Regions from separate parts of the Mus musculus genome. Here all the other regions are linked to region 6. A link is a contact called in public HiChIP or PLAC-seq and promoter capture Hi-C data. All regions are on one chromosome and are shown on one strand. The core of a region is the stretch at or near the end of the contact, and the rest is flanking DNA. Distances in the headings are between cores, read along the strand shown. Region 1 holds the start of Dennd4a (DENN/MADD domain containing 4A). Region 2 holds the start of 1700055C04Rik (RIKEN cDNA 1700055C04 gene). Region 3 overlaps Megf11 (multiple EGF-like-domains 11). Region 4 overlaps Megf11 (multiple EGF-like-domains 11). Region 5 overlaps Megf11 (multiple EGF-like-domains 11). Region 6 holds the start of Dis3l (DIS3 like exosome 3'-5' exoribonuclease).

The links. Promoter capture Hi-C pulls out the DNA fragments that hold promoters and counts their contacts. HiChIP or PLAC-seq counts read pairs in DNA pulled down with a chosen protein or histone mark.
Region 1: a contact with region 6 is called in a promoter capture Hi-C map of second pharyngeal arch cranial neural crest. The contact joins the promoter of Dennd4a here to the promoter of Dis3l in region 6. A contact is called at or near these places in 14 of 39 promoter capture datasets (the 3T3-L1 cell line, the SN4741 cell line, cranial neural crest and 9 more), 5 of 484 Hi-C or Micro-C datasets (cerebral cortex, cortical neurons and embryonic stem cells), 16 of 115 datasets of contacts at active chromatin or transcription factors (SST interneurons, astrocytes, effector CD8 T cells and 12 more) and 2 of 9 other capture datasets (embryonic stem cells and liver).
Region 2: a promoter capture Hi-C map of erythroid cells shows a contact between it and region 6, with 8 times the contacts expected there. The contact joins the promoter of 1700055C04Rik here to the promoter of Dis3l in region 6. A contact is called at or near these places in 3 of 39 promoter capture datasets (erythroid cells, neutrophils and stem cell-derived epiblast-like cells) and 1 of 9 other capture datasets (liver).
Region 3: a contact with region 6 is called in an H3K4me3 HiChIP or PLAC-seq map of embryonic basal ganglia, with 8 times the contacts expected there. The contact joins the enhancer-like site here to the promoter of Dis3l in region 6. A contact is called at or near these places in 20 of 39 promoter capture datasets (the 3T3-L1 cell line, the C10 cell line, the HPC-7 cell line and 11 more), 5 of 15 datasets of contacts at CTCF or cohesin (embryonic stem cells, large pre-B cells, pro-B cells and 1 more), 95 of 484 Hi-C or Micro-C datasets (the CH12 cell line, the G1E-ER4 cell line, the MC3T3-E1 cell line and 40 more), 40 of 115 datasets of contacts at active chromatin or transcription factors (the 230-238 cell line, SST interneurons, T-cell acute lymphoblastic leukemia and 28 more) and 5 of 9 other capture datasets (adipose tissue, embryonic stem cells, liver and 2 more).
Region 4: a contact with region 6 is called in an H3K27ac HiChIP or PLAC-seq map of trophoblast stem cells, with 5 times the contacts expected there. The contact joins the enhancer-like site here to the promoter of Dis3l in region 6. A contact is called at or near these places in 5 of 39 promoter capture datasets (the C10 cell line, the HPC-7 cell line, HPC-7-derived erythroid cells and 3 more), 1 of 15 datasets of contacts at CTCF or cohesin (large pre-B cells), 4 of 484 Hi-C or Micro-C datasets (bone marrow-derived macrophages, embryonic fibroblasts and embryonic stem cells), 24 of 115 datasets of contacts at active chromatin or transcription factors (VIP interneurons, bone marrow-derived macrophages, craniofacial prominence and 15 more) and 4 of 9 other capture datasets (adipose tissue, embryonic stem cells, liver and 1 more).
Region 5: a contact with region 6 is called in an H3K4me3 HiChIP or PLAC-seq map of neural progenitor cells, with 11 times the contacts expected there. The contact joins the enhancer-like site here to the promoter of Dis3l in region 6. A contact is called at or near these places in 8 of 39 promoter capture datasets (the 3T3-L1 cell line, the HPC-7 cell line, HPC-7-derived erythroid cells and 5 more), 8 of 484 Hi-C or Micro-C datasets (the G1E-ER4 cell line, the N1E-115 cell line, bone marrow-derived macrophages and 1 more), 23 of 115 datasets of contacts at active chromatin or transcription factors (T-cell acute lymphoblastic leukemia, acute myeloid leukemia, bone marrow-derived macrophages and 15 more) and 2 of 9 other capture datasets (adipose tissue and macrophages).

The regions. Positions count from the first base shown.
Region 1 is chr9:64,809,733-64,812,817 of GRCm38.p6, forward strand. Dennd4a (DENN/MADD domain containing 4A) reads left to right here and starts at 1,279. Exons shown (of 35, transcript NM_001162917.1): 1 at 1,279-1,288; 2 at 1,608-1,854. Gm36459 (a long non-coding RNA gene) reads right to left here and starts at 1,683. Exons shown (of 3, transcript XR_379559.2): 1 at 1,595-1,683; 2 at 1,214-1,370.
Region 2 is chr9:64,039,787-64,042,960 of GRCm38.p6, forward strand. It overlaps 1700055C04Rik (RIKEN cDNA 1700055C04 gene), which reads right to left and starts at 1,679. Exons shown (of 3, transcript NR_040726.1): 1 at 1,521-1,679.
Region 3 is chr9:64,689,720-64,693,090 of GRCm38.p6, forward strand. It overlaps Megf11 (multiple EGF-like-domains 11), which reads left to right. Exons shown (of 25, transcript NM_001134399.1): 16 at 283-411; 17 at 2,076-2,204; 18 at 2,636-2,764. Among named protein-coding and RNA genes, the nearest start is that of Gm36311, 5.5 kb to the left of the region's middle. Within about 2 kb of position 1,667, at least 35 of the 459 cell types and tissues checked have an H3K27ac peak or open chromatin away from gene starts, as enhancers often do. A contact at or near this core is called in cerebral cortex, cortical glia, differentiating embryonic stem cells and 7 more, where this site is marked.
Region 4 is chr9:64,666,417-64,669,423 of GRCm38.p6, forward strand. The region is part of intron 10 of Megf11 (multiple EGF-like-domains 11); the gene reads left to right. Among named protein-coding and RNA genes, the nearest start is that of Gm36311, 18 kb to the right of the region's middle. Within about 2 kb of position 1,300, at least 37 of the 459 cell types and tissues checked have an H3K27ac peak or open chromatin away from gene starts, as enhancers often do. A contact at or near this core is called in embryonic limb bud and trophoblast stem cells, where this site is marked.
Region 5 is chr9:64,604,411-64,607,566 of GRCm38.p6, forward strand. The region is part of intron 5 of Megf11 (multiple EGF-like-domains 11); the gene reads left to right. Among named protein-coding and RNA genes, the nearest start is that of Gm36311, 80 kb to the right of the region's middle. Within about 2 kb of position 1,596, at least 41 of the 459 cell types and tissues checked have an H3K27ac peak or open chromatin away from gene starts, as enhancers often do. A contact at or near this core is called in the N1E-115 cell line, forebrain, neural progenitor cells and 2 more, where this site is marked.
Region 6 is chr9:64,339,947-64,343,119 of GRCm38.p6, forward strand. Dis3l (DIS3 like exosome 3'-5' exoribonuclease) reads right to left here and starts at 1,311. Exons shown (of 17, transcript NM_001001295.2): 1 at 1,047-1,311. The coding sequence starts at 1,185.

The DNA.
Region 1 (3,085 bases), core at 29-2,528, 470 kb after region 6:
ATGGTATTATTTAATAATTTTCAGTGAAATTAGTGTATTTTTATCTACACAATATAATGTGATGCCCACACATTTTTTAAACAATTTGAACTATATTTGGTGAACTCAGTGTTGAAGAGACTCAAACTTAGATTTAAAAAAAAAAAAACAAACCCTCTCAATCAGGTTCTCTGGTCCATATGTTGTCTAGAATATAAATATAGATGCCATTCTTCAAGTACCACTCACTGTTCCCAGCTGCTTTGTTCCCTACTTGCCATTCAGTGGCTTCGGCCTGCAGTTAGAATTAAGGATAGTCTTGTATTTCTAGGCCCTATACAACGGAGCTCTCAACTCCCTCTCTAATCTAATGGAAGGCTTCTCCAGGCAAAATACATTTCTCATCAACACAGATTCCTCGCAGTTCTAAAAGCCAAGCTCCTCCCTATTGCAGGTTCTCTGCATGATCTTTTTGCTTTACTCAATTCTCTGGGGCCTTTCTTCCATTACTGGCTTCTTCCTGCACTTCAGAGAGGCACAGCCTTGATCACTCTGGTTTCAAAAACCACCCTGTTATCTGCTACCTAGAATTCTTCCTAGAACTTTTATGTTTCTTCTCCAAGCATTAAATATATTTGGTTGTTGTTGTTGTTGTTGTTGTTGTTGAGCTTCTCCCACTAGACCTCAACTCCCTCAAAGCAGACCTTTTCTGGTTCCCTGACTGTTGTGTGTCAGCCCTGCTGGGTTTTCCAACAATATTGTCTGGATGAATGAGTCCAAGAGAAGGAGTGGAGGTATAAAATAAAACTGTAATCTCGGTTGGCAATAAAGATGAAGCCTGTTTTGCATAGATTAACTTCAACCTAGAGGAATTTTTTTTTAAAAGGTCCTATTTCTTCCTTCATTTGTTCATAGAATTCCAGCTAACATTATTCAATACTTTTTAGGCATACACTTTACATTTCTGAGTAACTCTGTAGAGGTAATCAACCTTTATTATCCACATTTTTCAAAGGCATCTTGCCAATAGCCATTAACAGTAGACCTGCAGTCTAGTTTAAGTAGGCCATATCCAATTAATCAATGTAATGGACACCCTTTCAATCAACAATAGCTGTTTTATCAACGCGCTTTTCAGAGAACCCCTCTGAATTCCCCCTTTTCCCTGACCTCTGTCTCGGGACTGAAAGCTACTGGTGGTTGCTAACCGCTTAGGGGGTTTTCTGCAGAATACCAGTGACTTTGGTGGGCGGATCTCAGCTCAGACCACTGCACCAAGCAGCAGTGCCGGGAAGGAAGAAGCAGGTCTGTTGGCCATAGCTGGATGCTTGTGAAAGAGGAAGGTACAGTGCGCCTTGTTCTTACTCGCCAGGGGCTCGGAATCTCCCAACCTGAAGGGGAACCACGACGCGTTTCCCCAGCTACACTCGCCGTCACCAGCCAGCCCGGCCCCACCCCGCCCACAGCCCCACCCAGCGGCCCGCCCACTTGCGGGACCCTTGTTAGTCCCCTCCCCCCACGACCCACCCCCTAGCTCGGCCCATTCCTGCCCCTCGGGTCAGATTCGGCCTGTGATTGGTTTTTGTTGCCATAGTCCCCGCCCCCATGTCTTTACCGTCACTCCCAAGATGGCGCCGGCCGCGGCGGGTTCGGCGGCTGGTGCTGAGGAAGGAGGCGGAGGCTTTGGCGACCGCGCGGGGAGGGGGAGTCCCGTCTGACTGAGACGGCTGGGCGGAGCGCCGGGCCGGGAGATGAGCTAAGCTGGCTGCAAGCGCCGCGACATTCAGCCCCCTCGTGTCCCGCCCGCCGCGCATGAGGGGATCAGACTCTGCATCTCAGGCTCTTCCCGGTGCTCGCGCGGGGGCCGGCGGGGAGGTGAGTGGCGGGGGCGGCGGCGTGGGCATCGGTGGCATAGGGAGCTGTCACGGCCCTGAGGAGGTGACTGGCAGGGGGACGCCGAGCCGGGTGATAGGACTTGGAGGGCCGCTAGGCGCGGGCAGCTGCTAGGAGGGGCTCTGGCCGTCCCGGAGGATGGCGAGATGCTGTCGATGGCGTTCGCGCGCCTCCGTGTGGGAACGAGCGCGGGACACCGGGGGGGTCCCTCCGGACTGGCCATTTGGTGCTGGCCTGGGGCTGTTGTTGTTGGGGTGATGGGGCGGGGGCGGACGGTGGGGAGGTCCTGAAGCTGGGATTTTGACAAGCTCGTTACGTAAGGTTGCTTCCCGGAATCCCACCTGCTCTGGGTTTCAAACCCGCGGCGGGGGCTGCTTTCCCGCGGCTGTTCAGTCCAGATGCCGGGGCCCGGCTGGGGCTCAGGTTCCACGTGAGCCCGGCCAGCGTCCAAGTTGACCAGTGTGTGTGTGTGTGTGTGTGTGTGTGTGTGTGTGTGTGTGTGTGTGTGTGTCTGTGCACACGCGCGCGCAATTCTTGGTCATCACCACTCCTTTTGAAGTTTATCTCTTTCTAGAGGGGAAAGACGAAGGAGGGGGCAGGGGGAGAAGGGGCAAAAAAGCTTGTGACCTAGAATTGGGTCGCAGCGACATCTCTTTTATGGTGCTTTTAAATGACAGGACGTAAAGGGAAACTTGGATGTTGCTGCTCCAGTGTGCTTTTCCTTCAGACGAATGGTTGGCCTCAGAGCGGTAGAGACGGTTTTTATTTGTCTTATAGGACAGTTATTTCTTGTTTGCAAAACAGGACAGGCATCAGTCAACAGGCTTGTATTTATCTGAGGGGAAAGTGGGTGTCAGCCAGCCAGAGAGACATGGGAGGGCAGGAATTGTGTCACTCTGTGAGTATATTGTTCTTTTAAGTGTGTTAGATATGAATGAAAAGGGTAGCCCAAAAGTAAAATAAACAATATTACATTATCACAAGATTATCTTTAGTGTATATACAGCCTTAATCTGTTTTCTGCCCACCCATTGTACCTCCTCTTTCCTTGGAGGAAGGGGGTGGAGACACCTGTAAACATCGTAGCCCAGGTTACACTAAGTTATTGTGGTGCATTTGAGATTACTATAAAGAGGAGTCTCAGGGGGAACCCAAGATTAGTTTATAAGTAAGGATTCTTGGGCAAATTGATCAGTTTATATTTACAGTAGTT
Region 2 (3,174 bases), core at 429-2,928, 300 kb before region 6:
CTAACAGACCTCTAATGGAGAGAAGGATACGGACAGAACAGGATACCAAGTGAGTGACCTCATTTGGAAAGTCAGGAACTAAGCCAGGTGAGGTTGCACATGCCTCTTGTGCTGCCTCTCAGCACCCAGGAGGCAGAGGCAGGAGGATCTCCTGATTTTGAGATCAGCCTGGTCTACAGAGCAAGTTACAGGACAGTCAGGGCTACACAGAGAAAACTGTGTAGAAAAGAACTGTGTGTGTGTGTGTGTGTGTGTGTGTGTGTGTGTGTGTGTGTGTGTATACTTCCATAGACTCCCTGCTGGATGTTGAGAGTTCTCTGCATCTTCTCCCAAGGTTCTCAGTTCTCTGTGGCACCCCCTCCCGACTCCACTCTCTCTGGCTGGGCTTCCTCCCTTTTCTTTTCTCACTAAAATGATATAACAGCATGGACTAGTGCCAGCCTGGGCTACTTCTTCACCAGGATGCAGCTCTCGGGTCTTCTCCAAAGCTGTAGCCAGCTCCCCACCTGGGCCTTCTGATTGAGCTATCCTCAGCCCTTCCCTGACCCTACTCATCAATGATCCTCCAGGAAAAGCCAGCAAGGGAAGGAGGGGAGAAAGAGAGAGAGAGACAGGAACAGGGACTGGAAGAGAGCTCTGTAGCCCTTTTGGTACCTAAAGTATCAGCCAACAGCAGCCAATGCAGCACACTGTGTGTTAGAAATGTACAGCCCATGCTCAGTGGAAGACAGTAAGTAACTGGGCACAGTATTGCTAGGAGCTGTGGGAAGAAGAGTTATTGAGGCCATGTCGAAAGATGTCTGTCCGTCCAGGCTTGGTCCTGGGCTAGAGCAGGTGGTAAAAAACCAGCTGTGGCAGGAGTGTGCAACCTCTCCCTAGGCCAGGCTCCAAACCTACAAATGTTTGGCCAAAGCAGGTTACACAAAAATCCAATTCTAGACTGAAAAGATGGTGAGGGAGACACCAGCTCTTGCCAGGAAGAGGCTCAGCCATTACCAAGGGCACAGACCCTACTGGAGAAATCTGTCCATTTCTTTATTTCTGCAAAGAGACACACAGTTTTCCCCTGTTCCTGATAACTCTGTCCTGGAGTGTCAGGATATGGAGGCTCCTTTGATCCTTCCCAGCTACCCTGCCTGCCTTGGCCTCTGCCTGTTGCCAGCCTGCTGGTGTTCAAAGCTTAATGCCCCTGCTTCCTTTTCTTTCACTGTGGTGACAAATTAAAAAGACAGTGTCTTTACTGCAATCCCAATCCATTTCCTCCCAGTTCTGAGAGTCTGAAATGCACGGGTATCCTTGGGCTCAAATCTAAGTGTAGCCAGAGCTGCCCACCTATTCTTTAACACTACATTGTATCTACTTATTTGGAGTAAGCCTTCCATGACATAACATGCATGTGTGTGTGTGTGGGGGGGGGGGGGTTGTCAAAGGACAACTTGCCAGAGCCAGTTGTCTCCTTTCCCCTTGTAGGTGTGGGGAACTGAACTGTGTTTGTCAGGCTTGGCTGCAAGTGCCCTCACCTGCCGAACTGTCTCAGCAGCCCAACTCTGGGCTTTTGAGGAAGCTTGAGGGGAGAAAGAATTCACCCACTTGCCCTGTCCAACTTCTAGCGGTGGCCTGCCTTGCCTGGCTCGTGTCTCCTCCACAGTGGCCGGTAGAATATCAGTCACACGCCTTCTGACTGTCCTTCTGACGGGGTTCTGACTGTTGCACCTAGGATGGCTCTTGTGACTTCAAGCCTCCCTATGATCCAGGACAATCTCTCTGTGACAGAGTCAGCTGATTAACAACCCAGATCCACCCTACCTTTATTCTCCCTGACTGTGTTACCTTACATATCCCCAGGTTTCAGGGACTCAGTCTTTGGGCCATCATTCAGCCAAACTCCCATCTCCTCCTCACCCCTAGGTCCTTGTGAATGATGTCCACGGGCACATTTATAGGGCATTTACTGTATGCCTTGCCAGAACCCCTCACCCAACTTCTCTCTAAAGTTCTCTAAACAACCATCCTGTCTGTGCATGCCTTGGGGGGAGCTTCCCATATTGAGATCTCATTTTATAAACTCAGAGGCTAAGTCGCTCCCCAAGGCTTCACAGAGAGCACGTGCTGGATATTGAGCTGGTCCTGGCAGTGTATGCCTGTCATCCCAGTTACTCAAGAGTCTGAGGCAAGAGGATAGCAAGTTCAAAGTCAGCCTGCCTAGAAAGTTTGGTGAGACTAGTTAATATTGATTATCAGCGTGACAGAATCTAGAGCAGCGGTCCTCAGCCTTCCTAATGCTGTATGACCCTTTCATACAGTTGCTCACGCTGTGGTGACCCCGAAGCATAAAGTTATTTTCACTGCTACTTCATAACTGTCATTTTGCGACTGCTATGAATTGTAATGTAATAATCTAATATGTGAACCCCACAGGTTGAGAACCCCTGCTCTAGAATCCTGTAGGAGTCAAACCTCTGGTTACACCTGGGAGGGAGTTTCTCGAGTGGGTTCACTGAGGTGGGAAGCCTCATACTAACCGTGAGCTGAACCATTCCATGTGCAGGAGTCCCTGAACTCAGTAGAAGGAAGTGTAGCTGAGCACATTCCACCTCTCTCTGCTTCCAGACTGTGGGTACCACGTGACCACCTGCCTCAGCGGCCAGGTCTTCTCTGCCATGATGGAGTGCACCCTCAGCACCTCCAGACCGAGCCGAAGCGAACCCTTCCCAAAGTAGCTCTTGTCAGACATTTGGTCTCAGCAACAAGAAAAGCAGCTAATACATGAGATTCAGTCCCCAAATAAGCACAAAGAAAGCTGGATGTAGTTCAGTGGCAGTCGGTCCACGGACGACCCTGGGGTCTTCAGCCAGCAGCGTTCAAAAGGGGGTGGGGGAGGGGCTGGATAGTAAATCTAAATTCAAATCCACCCAACTCAAAAGCCAGGGTCTCAACCGCTCACTCCACCTCCCTTGAAGCCACCACTCCTCTGTTTTCCATCGCTGAGTGATGGGTCTCTCTTAACAGGTGCCTTCCTGAAGTTTCCACTTAGAGCCACCTCTCCACTGGCTCTGCAAAGACAACCCGCCTGCTCCTTACCAGATAGATCCTCACCCAGAGCACACACACCCCCCCCCCCCTAACTGCGCGTTGCTGAGACTTTTTTTACCCTGGAGCTGGAGGTACAACCAG
Region 3 (3,371 bases), core at 417-2,916, 350 kb after region 6:
GAGACACCAACTCCTCCTTAGGCCTTCCTACCTGTAAGACCCAAGACTACTGACATCCCCTCTATGGACCTCAGCCTGTCCTTGTAAAAAGGAATTAGGACAGGGCCTCTTGGGGAGCTGCTGTTGTGGAGAAGGGCAACTGCCACTGTAGGTGAAGGTTCCCATCCAGATCACACCTAGAGTAGTCAGGGCTGTGGCCTAGGAAACTTGGGGTGTGGCTGTGTGGGTGGTGGCTCTTAGGGCCTGGGAAGGCTCCGGTGCCAGGCTTCCCTGTGCCCACAGTGTGTGCTGGAGGGCACTTCGGGCAGGACTGTGCCCAGCTCTGTTCCTGTGCCAACAATGGGACCTGCAGCCCCATCGATGGCTCCTGTCAGTGCTTCCCTGGGTGGATTGGCAAGGACTGCTCACAGGGTAAGCTGGCACCCCTGCAAGTGTCCCCCGTTCTCCTGCAGACAAGGATATCCGCCCATTTATTTCTTTATATTGTTTCTGTGTGTATGATAAGTGCCACAGCAAGGATGTGGAAGTGAGAGACCAACTCTCTAGCACCAGTTCTCTTCAGCTTTTATGTGAGTTTCAGGGATCAAACTTGGGTTCACCACAGGTTTGGGTGGCAAGTGCCTTTATCCACTGAGCCATGTCACTGTTCCCTGATCCTGAAAGTCCCATTTTATGCTACATCAAACTTGAGTTACTGGAACTGACCATGGATATGGTTACTGCAGGTTATTAAGGGCATCAATACTGCCATTAGTGCTGTGAATCCTGAGAATTATACTCCACTAGCATCTGCCTATAGAAGATGCAGTCAGGATATAGAGGAGGAGGAGGGAACAAGACCGGTATGCTTGAGTTTGTGAATGGCAAGGCTAGCATAGCCACTCTTAGAAGAAGGGGAACACCTGTGGGATGGCCCCCTGTGAGTGATGTCCTGAACACCTTAGGCCTTAACATGGAGCTACAGTCTGATACCAAGGTAACAACCCCTTCCCAAAGGGGCCCCAGCCTTGGCCTAATTAATTAGCTCCTTGTCTAATGGGTGAGACACTGTCAGTACCTGTAAGGAGGTCTCAGTTAAATGGCCGGACCTGGAAGAATTCCATTTTGATGAAAGCCACAGGCTCCAATCTCAAACAGCACCTGAACCCAAAGACAAGACTGGCCCTGCCACCTGTGGAGAAGTCAGAGCCCTTGGTGTTACTCCACCCCTGTCCCTGTGAGTCCCTCTATGAATGGAGGTGTAGGAGCCCTTCGAGTAGGGCTGCCTTAAGTCATCCAAGATTAGAATAGGCAGAGTCTGGTCTTCATAGCAATCCCAGGGGTTGAGGCCAAGAGGAGAGCTGATTCTGTGACTAGTATATCAAGTCCCCAAAGGCCAAGAGATGCCCCTCTGGGTCTGTCCAGGTGTTCTGGCTCTGATGTGTACCCACCTCCCCTTCCTTTCCTCCTGCTCCTTTGTCCTGCCCTCCCCCTCTGCATCCCACCCACCCCACCCCCACAGCCTGCCCATCTGGGTTCTGGGGCTCTGCCTGCTTCCACACATGCAGCTGCCACAACGGGGCGAGCTGCAGCGCCGAGGATGGGGCCTGCCACTGCACCCCTGGCTGGACTGGACTCTTCTGCACGCAGCGTAAGCCCTGCCTCCCAGACACTCCCAGTCATATGCTGCAGCCTACTGGCCACTTTGCGAATAGCCCTGGTTTGCAGAGAGGGAGGGAAGAGGCTGGCCCCAGGACCAGCCACACCTCAGGATCATCCAAAGTCTTGAGAGGGCAAGGCTATAAGGGTATCCCAGCAATCAACCAGATCAGACCCTTGGACCATGGGGAAGAAATCCCAGGGCTGCACAGCAGAGACCAGAGCTTGTCCTCTGCTGCTGAGGCCCTAGTTGCATGGATAACCTTGTCCCTACCCTCCTCCCCTTTAGCCCAAGGTTCAGTGGGTACAGATGTCTCTGTGGGCCTCGCTCGTCTTTATCCCATGCTGCGCAGGAAGCAGCAGACCAGCCTGGTCCCAGCAACATTTCCTCAGTTTTCCTGAGCCCACACCAACTGTGACCTGTGGTCTTGTTGCAGGTTGCCCTTCAGCATTTTTTGGGAAGGACTGTGGGCACATATGCCAGTGTCAGAATGGAGCCAGCTGTGACCACATCACTGGGAAATGCACCTGTCGAACAGGCTTCTCTGGCCGCCACTGTGAACAGAGTAAGCTACCCTAACCTGGGAAAGTTGCTTCTTTCAACCCCATCCTCCCCATACCCAACCCCCATCCAGGGTACTGGGCTCCTGTATTCCAGACTTTGAGGACAACTTCTGGGGAAGACTGAAGGCTAACCCTATACACTCATGCTGTGAGGATTTCTTTCCTCTTTAGATAGGGCTGAGGTGTGATAGGCATAGGAAGGAGGGGCCAGATGAAGGCAGGATTTTCCAGCTCTTTAAATGAGTTCAGGAGGGAGAGGTGTGCACTGACTCTACCCATCCCCAGCTATCTATGCACAATGGGCAATCTAGTTCAATAGGCTCCACTGTGGGTGGGACACAATGATCTCTTGCCATGAACTTCTCCACCTGGAGTGGGAGGGGTGGAGTGTGGCTGTGTCTCACTGTCTACTTGCATTCTGCATGCCAAACAGGATGTGCCCCTGGAACCTTTGGATATGGGTGTCAGCAGCTATGTGAGTGCATGAACAATGCCACTTGTGACCACGTCACTGGTACCTGTTACTGTAGCCCGGGATTCAAAGGAATCAGGTGTGACCAAGGTAACATACAGGTGGCAGGGTGCCTGGACAGGGTGGGAAGGGCCCAATTATGGGTGGCTTTGGAGAGTTCTAACCAGACCAGTTGAGTTTTATGACATTACCTTTTATTCACAGTTGGGAGCCTCTCTTCATAGCATTTCTGCTAATCCTCTGGTAGTTCCCCCATGAGCGAGGCAAGAGTGAACCAGAGGCTAGTGCTGGGAAAGGGCACCAGTCAGGCTACACTGCAACACTTGCCTAGTTGACTTCTGCCACTCCCTGCTAGGTGTCTCTGGGCAGGTCATTTCCTCTGCTGGGTCTTTTACTCCACATTCAATTGAACAGACATTAACCTTTGTCCAAAGGGCTCAACTTGACTCTAGCTCTATGCCTAGGTGACATTGCATGGTACAGCTGAGAGGGATCAAATCCAGTCAATTCAAGAAAGGTCTCAGCACAGTGCCTGGCACATGTGAGCACTCTGTAAATGATGGCTTTGTACATGGGAAGTCCTTTTGTTTTGCAGATGTGGGAGGCTATTGTTGGTTTTAGAAGATGGGGATAGAAAACAGGCTCTCAATTACCCACATCAGACACACTTACTTTGCAATGTGAAGCTATGCAGCTC
Region 4 (3,007 bases), core at 50-2,549, 330 kb after region 6:
ATTCTGACTGGTCCTTCAGGATGTCATGTGAGATGCCACTGTCATCAGCTGAGAGACAGAGGTGAGGATGGGGGCAGAAGAAAAGTTTTTTTGTGTGTGTTAGCTTAGCCTTGGCAAAAGGACCACCCAGGACATCCATTGATGAAGGGCACACGGTCTTCCCTGTGCGGAGAAAGTGCTGGGCTAGGATGCAAGAAGCAAGTTCATAGTATTGGCTCTGCTTATGTTTTAGGTTCTGAATCTCCTTTGTAAAACAGGAATGAAATTTTCTGCCCCAAAACTGTGGGCACAAGGATTGGGTGGAACAGCGTCTCAGCACCTTGGACAGCACCACACATCTCAGCTGGCTGCTCTTCCAAATAGCCTGGGGGTGAGGCCAGGGCAGTGGGGAGAATGTCTTGTTAAAGTCCTGGGGTACTTGTAGCCCTGTCCTGACAGCATCTCTGAGAGAAGGAGAGGACCTGTCTTCCCTAGTACCCTGGCTAAAGAAATAGCTGAACCGTGGTGGGGGAGGGGAGAGGAGAGGAGAGGAGAGGCCGGCCATAGGAACCATTCACCCTCCTGCAGGCTGGGTGCATTTTACAGGTCCCTGTGACTTCTCAATGCCACCAAAGGAAATTTACACCTCTATCTCTTGTTACTCTCCAGCCTCATTTCATCTGCTCTGTGACCACACATAACTCACTTTGCCCCAAACCTGTCTCTCCCCTCTTCATTGCTGCAGCCTCGTTTTTGTTGTGTCTATGAACATCCAGTCCAGCTCCTTAGATGACCTCACTTCCATAGACAGTCTTCTCTGTCAGATTCACTTCTTATACATACAAAGCCCATGGCTCTTGCTTAGGCTGCCTCCCTGAGAACAAGGACCTGTCTCCCCTGGCCCCATACCTCTTAGCCACCATCACCTACCATCCCTGCCACATGGACAGCTTGCTTGGTGAAGTCTCTTTGGTAAATGAAATTCTTGGGAATAGCAGGACCATTAATGTAGATGATCCCAGACTAACATCTATAGGAAGAGGAATTTGGGCTGCTTGCCAGTGAGGCTAGGACTTGAATCTTTGCCCATCCCCACGAGCCTCTCTGAGGTTTGTTTATTTTTATTACATTTATTTATTTATTGTGTGGGATACATGCAGAAGCCGTGTACAGGAGTCAGTTCTCTCCTTCTGTCACGTGGGTTCCAGATGCTGAACTCAAGTCATCAGATTTGGTGGCAACCACCCTTTTAGCTCCTACTGCTGAGTCATCTAGCTAAACCCTTCTCTCCAGTGTAAAGCGATAGTTGGAGTAGCTGTCCTTCAGCACCACCTCTGAGTTCCTGCCGCAATGGTGTACCTTAGACAGCTCACCTTACACAGTGCAGAGGTCACAGAGATGTGGAACCAGGCTCCCAGCCTTCAGATAGCGGCTTCACTGCTTTTTATAGCTGTGTGACCTCAGGGTCACATGATACCATCTCTCTGTGCCTGTTTTATGGTATGTGAAAAGGAAATGATCACAAATCGCTAGGGTTAGTATGCTGATCAAGCTAATTAGTGTATGCAAAGAGTGTATTAGTCATCTTTCAACAAGTGTCAGCCATGATGGTCATGTTTAAAAGGTTGATTGCCACCCACAACATTCAATCCTGCTGATGCCCACTTGAAGAGCCCTGAGAGTCTGTCTGGGATGCAGGTGCAGACAGGATGAGAGTAAGGAAATCCTTAGCTGCAGCTTCCTCTGGAGTGGGACCTGCAGGGCAGCTATGTAGCCAGAAAGGACAATAGGCTTTCTCAGCACTGAGGGAAACAGTCTAATTTCACAGCCACACCCACAAGCCCCTGGGATGCCCAGCACAGCTCTCTTTAAGACACTGCCTGATAGAACTTCCTGCGCACACCGGTCTAGAACTAATTGCTGTCCTGACAGTGCCTGCAGGGAGCAGACTGCAAGGTCACAGCCAGGCTGAGTGACTTGATTCCCAGTCCTCTTCTGCAGCCTCCTCCCTGCATGGAGACTTGGGGGGGGGGGAGATGAGGTGTTTTTCTGACCATCCCTCAGCCTGATGCCTTCTTTCAGTTCTGGTTGTAATGGGGACAGAGAGCTCAGGAGGCAGGACAGAAGGGCCCAGTGTCCCCTCCCTCAGGACTTGGGCCCATATTTCTCCCTAGGATGACAGCATTTCTATTACCTTAAAGGGCTCATCTATTCATGCTGCAATTTTTTGAAGCCCTGTCTGCCATTATTGAGCCCTGCATGCTGGCAAAGGGAGCAGGCACTCCATCACCCAAATGAACCAACTCCTTCCTGCATTTTTCTCAGCTTTCTCCGCTCTGTCCATAGGTCATATGCAAAGCTTAGCTGCTTGGGCTAGGGAAGGCAGGAGGGGGCCAGAGTCACGACCGCCAGATCAGTGGGGCAGCAATTGAATTTTCTCTGCACAAGGTTTCTGGCATCCTTTAAAGAGGTCTTTCCGCCAGCTTCCCAGCCTCGGGGTGTGTGGTTCCTGAGCTGGAACTCTGGAATGACGGCCGGTGTGGCCAGGAGAGAGTGCAGGGTGGAAATGACAGCCAGGCGACACACGAAGCACACCTGTGCACTTCCCGTTCCATGCTCATCACCATTGTTCTAAGAGCAGAAAAGCAATTTCTCATTCCCTGCCCCACCCCCCATCATGGTCTACCGTCTCAATTATTGTCATAAAAGATTTTTCCTGATGCATATTAAGCATGACAAATTTATCCTCTAGCTGATGTAGTTGCATGAACAAGACTGTGCAAAGCTTTAAAAATTACCAAAAATATTAACACACACACACTCATGCACACACATTTACACATACTCATGCACATACCTTTACACACATTCATGAACACATGTGCATGCACACTCACACACTCAGGTGCACACACATACACATATACTCTAATTGACACACACATATTCATGCACATACATACACACTTATACACTCACACATACTAATACATGGTCACACACACTCAAACACAGCTCACTCACACAC
Region 5 (3,156 bases), core at 346-2,845, 260 kb after region 6:
TTTGGCTGCAGTACAAACTCCCCAGTCACTAAACTGCCATCTTCATTTAGTTAACGCTCTTTCTGGGCAGACCTGGCTGGGATTCATCTTCATTATCCAGTGAGGGGCTCACTCCAGGCCGGGCTTTGATCTCAGAGCAGCAGAAAATTGCCTCTTGCAGATGATTTCCCCTGAAGACCATTAGCAGGGCTGGTAGGAGGCTGAGTGCCAGGGAGGAGCTACGGACAGTCCACTACCAACACAGGCCCCCTCTCCATCCTTACCAGTGCCCAAGCTGCCTCTCTCCAGCCCCCACTTACCTCTTGCCTTTAGCTAAGCTAGACAGGGCTGAAATCCTAACATCTTTTTCCCCTGGCCACACAGCCCTCAATAACTAGTACTCTTAAAACAGTTTACAAAGTCCTTCCACATTTTAACTTTACAAACTCCAAAGCCACGGCCGGGATGTAGCTCAGTTGAAAGACTATCTGCTTAGCTTGCATAAAACCATGGGGTCCAGCCCCAGCCCCACATCAGCTGGGCATGGTGCTGCACGACTATATTCCCAGAACTTGGGAGGTGGACGCAGCAAGACCAGAAGTTCAAGGTCATCCGCAGCTACATAGCAACTTTGAGCCTGGGCTGCATGAGACCCTGTTTTTAAAAAGAACTCTCAGAATCCAGACTCACCAAGATCCTGGCTCAACATGCTTACACGACAAACTTGGTTTCTATGTCTACGAAACGGAATGATAACACCACTCTTGGAAATGACTCAGTATATAATATATACATCAAAGGCCTAACACAGAGGCCGCTGCAGTCCATGCCAAACACCAGGAGTCCTTTCTCCAGACAAGCACCGGCAGTTATAAACAGGGGCGCTGAGACCCATGGAGGTGCTTTGGTCAGTGACTTTGAGAGAATCATTTCCTTCCAAGACTGGGTCTTCTCTGCAGAGAGCTCCCACCACCCTTAAGCCTTCTACAGCATCCTACGGTAGGCTCATGTCTGGCAGGTTCAGGACCGCAGGGCTGACTACAGGCTCATAATTATGGAGATAGCCAGGAAATGCTTCGGGCTGCCTTGCTCCTCCAAGCAGCAGGGCGGTGAGCAGAGACTTGCCTGGAGCCACTGTGCTGGTTGACATAGGTTAGCTTGTGCACCAGAACTTTACACAGCTCTGGGGTGGCAAGATTTCCCAAGAGACCGTTAGTTAGCTGGTCCCTAACTGCTCAGAGCTCTTTTAGAACCATAACAGCTTCACCCTAAGCCCAAAGGTTTTCCCCTCTAGCCCCCCAAACCCTACGTTCCCACCCCGGCGTCTCAGCGATGACAATCCTCACCCCTTTCCAAGTCTGCAGACCACCCCCAACAGGCCAGCCTCTTCTTGGCTGTGTGCCCAGCCTCAGGCCTTTCTCCATAGGCCATGCCCCAAGCTGTTTTTAATCCCTTGTGATTGGCACTCTCTCGCCACTCGGGGTAAGGACATTTGGTCTCTGCAACTGGCACTTTGCCGCTATTATCTGCCCATGGCAACAGGGTCTGTAATCCAGCCCATTCATCTTTTCTTCCTCTGCATACACTCCTGGGCAGTCGGACCCCACTTGGATTTGTGTGAACTGTGCAGCCAGCAAAGACAGAAGAGCCTTTTCACAGCTGGGCTGCGGGGTCTTTGAGAAGCTTATCCGTTCAGAAAGGCCAGCTCGGAAGGATGCAGAAACTGCTTCATGAACCCAAACAAACGCCTTGTGTTCCCCCAGCATGGCTTCTTGGCCGACTTCCTTGCACCTGACCACCCATTAATCTGCCTTTTAACTGGATCTGCATGTGTCCCGGGCACATGGTTACTGTCTCTAGCCCCAGCTGGGCCACCTCCAAACCGGGTCACCCTGCAGGGCCGTGTTTAATGGTTCAGAGATACAGCCCTGCTTCTTTCAGAGAGGATCCAGCCGCAGGCCCTGAGTTGACAGGCAGTCTACAAAAGCCAGGGATTCTGAGAAAATAGCTGCTGCTGGATATCCAGAGGATAACCAAAGGACAGGGCTTCAATGTAGGATTTTTAGCCTGGAGTCTGTGCATAGTAGGACATAAATACCTTGAATTCCTGGGCGGTTCTGTGTATGCATATGTGCATGAGTTATATATGTGTTCATGAGCATTTTGGTGAGGATAGTCCGTAGCTTTTGTGAGTGTCCTAAACATGTCTGGGACTTACTATGTGGTCACAGCAGAGCAGAGAGTGTTTATACTTTTGCTATTGCAATATGATATTTTCTACAAATGTTTTCAGCCATGTTTATAGCCATCCTAGGACACACAGGGCCCGTGAGCATCAGGTTAGACAAGCCTGCTAGAACTTCAGTCAGGAATTCTGGGGTCATCCAGGCCAAGCCACTTACTTGGTAAGACCAGGCCTTAGAGTAACAGCTTGCCTTAGTGTGGTGGTTTGAATGAAAATGGCCCCCATGGCTCATGGCTCATAGATTTAAGTGTTTGGCCCGCAGTTGGTATGGCCTTGTTGGAGGAGAGATGTCATTGGGAACTGGCTTTGAGGTTTCAAGGGCTTGAGCTGTTCTTGCCATTCCCAGTGTGTTCTCTCTACCTCCTGCTCCTGGATCGAGATGTGAGCTCTCCACTCTTCCTGCCGCCATGCCTTTACTCCACCTTTATGGACTCTAACCATACACAGCCCACGTCTTTCCTTTATAAGTTGTCATGGTCACAGTGTTTTGTCACAGCAACACAAAAGTAACTAATATACTTAGCTTACCTGTACCTCATAGAACAGCCATCAGAGCCCAGGCCAGCTCTGGCTGCTGGCCCCATGCAGCCCAGCCAACTGTGGCCCAGAGCCAGCTCTTCCATTGCTGGGCTCATTGTCATATCCAACTCTGACTTGTCCCTGATCCCAGACCTTATCAGAGCCCCCATCCACCTTGCCAGGCCAGACTTAGCTTCCTTCTTTGCCTCACACCTTAATCCCTTGAGGGCTGAAGCTCTCTCACTCAGTCTGTCCCTCCCTGGGCCAGCCATTCCCCCATAGGGCCCCTCACTCACCAACACTGCAAGGCATCTTCTAGCCCCAGAGAGACATTTTTCTCTCTTGCCAGAAGCTACTTTAAAATGTGCAGACTCTTGCAAAACACCAGAAACAGCTAAGAGGGAGCAGAAAGC
Region 6 (3,173 bases), core at 61-2,560:
ATGCATGAGCACTGACTGCGTTGGCTACTTACATATCCATTATATCTCTATCTACATATACACACGTGTATATATATGTAAGGGCAAGAGTGCACATGTGTGTGTGTGTTGACCCCTTGTAAGCATCTAACAATTCCAAGGCTATTCGGTCTGAAGCTTCCTAACACGGCTACACGGTTCTAGGGTTGAGGAGAACGTCCTAAAAAGGATGCGCTGTTCAATCAATGGGCTTCCACTCAACTGACACCTTGGTCAAGCTGTGACCTCAATCATGTATTCTGAAAAGACCCCCTCACGCTCATCTCCCACTAGGGGTAACAAACAGCTGGAGGGTCTGCGTACTGGCAGGAGCAGAGCAGGCAATGTCAAATGTCCAGCCAGCGTAATACGCTCAGGAGTAAGGTGCCAATAGCATTTTCGGGCAGAAAGGAGGAGGTGCCTACGCCCTTAGGTCCCCCTGGAAAAACCGAAGCATCCGGTGCCTGCAGGCTCTTCCACTTAGCCCGGCTATTGTAGCAGGCAGGTCCGGAGAGGAGCGCCCCTGAGGCTGCAGAGGCCGGTCCTGCCTGTGCCGGCCACTGGGAGGGAAGACTGGACGCACCGGGGACGCTCCAGGGCCGCTCCCGGCTGCCCCAGTACCGCCGAGCCCAGACGGTTATGCTCGCTCCGGCTGCCTACAGTCCGCGAGGGTCTGGCTCCGCCCTTGATGCCAGCGCTAAGCCGCCCTCGCTGCTCAGCTTCCCGCTCTCCTCTCTCCTTGGGTCCCGCTTCCTTCACTAGGGCCCCGCCGCCATCGCGACGCCAGGCCGGGATTCCCTTTGCTCTTTGGGCCTCTGCCACCCTCGCTCCTCAGGCCTCAGGTCCCTTCGCTCGCGCCCGGCAGCCTTCGCTACGTCAGGCCCCGGCCTCCCTCGTTCCTTTGGTCCTGGCTTCCCTCGTTCTCCGAGTCCCGGCTTCTCTCGCTCTCCGAGCCCCGGCTTCCCTCTCCGGCTCCGGCCTCCCTCGCTCTTCCCGCCCGGGCCTTCCCGGTCCACCCCGGCTCTGACCGTTGCGGCAGGCGGCAGGCTGCGGGCACAGCGGGCTGTTGCAAGGCACGCTGGGCCGCAGGTAGTGTTCACGCACGATCCGCAGCGTCCGACCCTGGAAGGTCCTCAGCAGCAGCACCTTCTCCCGCTTCTGCAGCATGCTGGCGGCGTCGCCCGGCACTGTGGCCGGGAAGCGGCGGGCGGCGGGCGGCAGGCGGCAGGCTCAGGCGAGACCGAGGCCTGAGGCCCGCCCCTCGGGCCTGGTCGGGCAGGCAGCAGCGTTCACGTTCCCGCTACCGCTACCGGGAGCGACCTAGCCAGGGCTGAGAATCCTCCGGGCCCAGTCCTACTCGCGCCTTTTATTCCTCTCTGTGCCTTAGTTGTCCCCGGGCGGGAAAAGTGTAGATAAACTTCACCCGAAGAATCCTCGGGTGTGAAGGTAGGATGTGGCAGGTAGTCTAAGAGTCGAGTGTAAAAGGATTATTATTTTTATTTTTATTATTATTTTTTTTACTTTGTTTCTACCCACAGGCCCGTGTGCGAAGGGCTGCCATAGCAACAGAGGTAATGCCGGGCAGTGATGGCTCATGCCTTTAATCCCAGCACTTGGGAGGCAGAGGCAGGTGGATTTCTGAGTTCAAGGCCAGCCCGGTCTACAGAGTGAGTTCTAGGACAGCCAGGGCTACACAGAGAAACCCTGTCTCGAAAAACCAAAACAAAAAACAAACAAAAAACAAAACAAAAACCAGAGGTAATAACTGTAGAGTTTTCTCGTCCTTGTTTTTGCAGTATCTGAAAGAATTGAAAAGCTCAGCAAAAAAGCTGGTAACCCTGCTGGCCAAACCGGTTTTCCTCTTCAAAAATATGCTTATTTTAAATTTTAATACACGTAAACATTCAAACACTACAGATAAAATGAAAACCAGTCCTTCTGGGGTAAACACTCTACAACTTTTATAGCGCTGGCAGCCTCGGGCAAAGGACTTCTTAGAGCCGCTATTGACATGATCTCTAAGTACTGTGCTTGTAGTGTTTGACAAAAAGGACGGTATCTTGGGAGACCACACACCCTGGATTCTCCAAGCACTGAGCCCACTGGAGCAAGAGTATCATTTAGCTTCCTTAAATCAAAGGAGTGGGTGTTTATTTGTATCATTTTATAGGCTGTGAGGCTGCATTAAGGGAGCTTAAGTGCCCAAGGATACCTAGTTATTATGTTTCAGAACCAATCTTGAAGCTAGAAACTGCTCAACTTCAAAGCAGGTTAAGCATCATCTAGTCACTGGTGAATAAAAGAGAGAGCGCCTGCACCAAAGGAATTTACTGCTTGGCAACCTTTGGTTAATGTGGCTGGCCCAGTTGGCTGGAAACACCTGGTTCTTCCAACGCAGCTGAAATAAACCAGGACCAGTCTCTCATTTCACCCTAAGGGAATGCTAAAGGGTCATGGTCTCCTCCTCCTCCTCATATCTCTGTGTCAAATCACTTGGTGAAACTCAAGGTAGACTTGCACAAACAGGAAAATAATGTAGAGCTGGCAAACAGGCACCAGACAGTGCAAGGAGAGTCCCTAAAGCTCTCCACAGTGAAAGAGGCTCTCCCTGTCTAATACAGGAGTCAGTTCCAGAGAGACCAGAGGACAGTGAGTAGCCAAAATTGTTCTCTACATAAAAAATGCCTTAGATAACTGTCCACCAATCCCTCCCCAGCTCCCTTCCTATCTTTTTTAAGCCACTGATGCTATGGATTGGAAGAACGACTTTGATTAGGTACTAATCTGCCCTTAATATCTCTCCTCAGCACTTTGTAGCTAGAAATTGTCTGCAAATGAACCACCCTTTAAGGAATAGAGCATAGCTAGAGTTTTATTGAGAGTTGATTTTTATCAGTATTTAAAATAAGGCTGTAGCTTAGTTGGTACTTAGCCTCTCTTCCCCTCACACCCTCTCCTTTCTCTCTCTGCCTTTTTGAGACAGGATCAGGACATGTAGCTGAAGCTAGCCATGAGCTCTTACTTACCCCCCCCCCCCCAAGTGCTGGGATTCTCATGCACCCAGGCCTGGCTTTATCCATTATGTTGAGGACCATGATTCCTTAGTTCTTAGAAATGATGATGACCTATTGTAATAAGCCAGGCCCTTTTGCTTG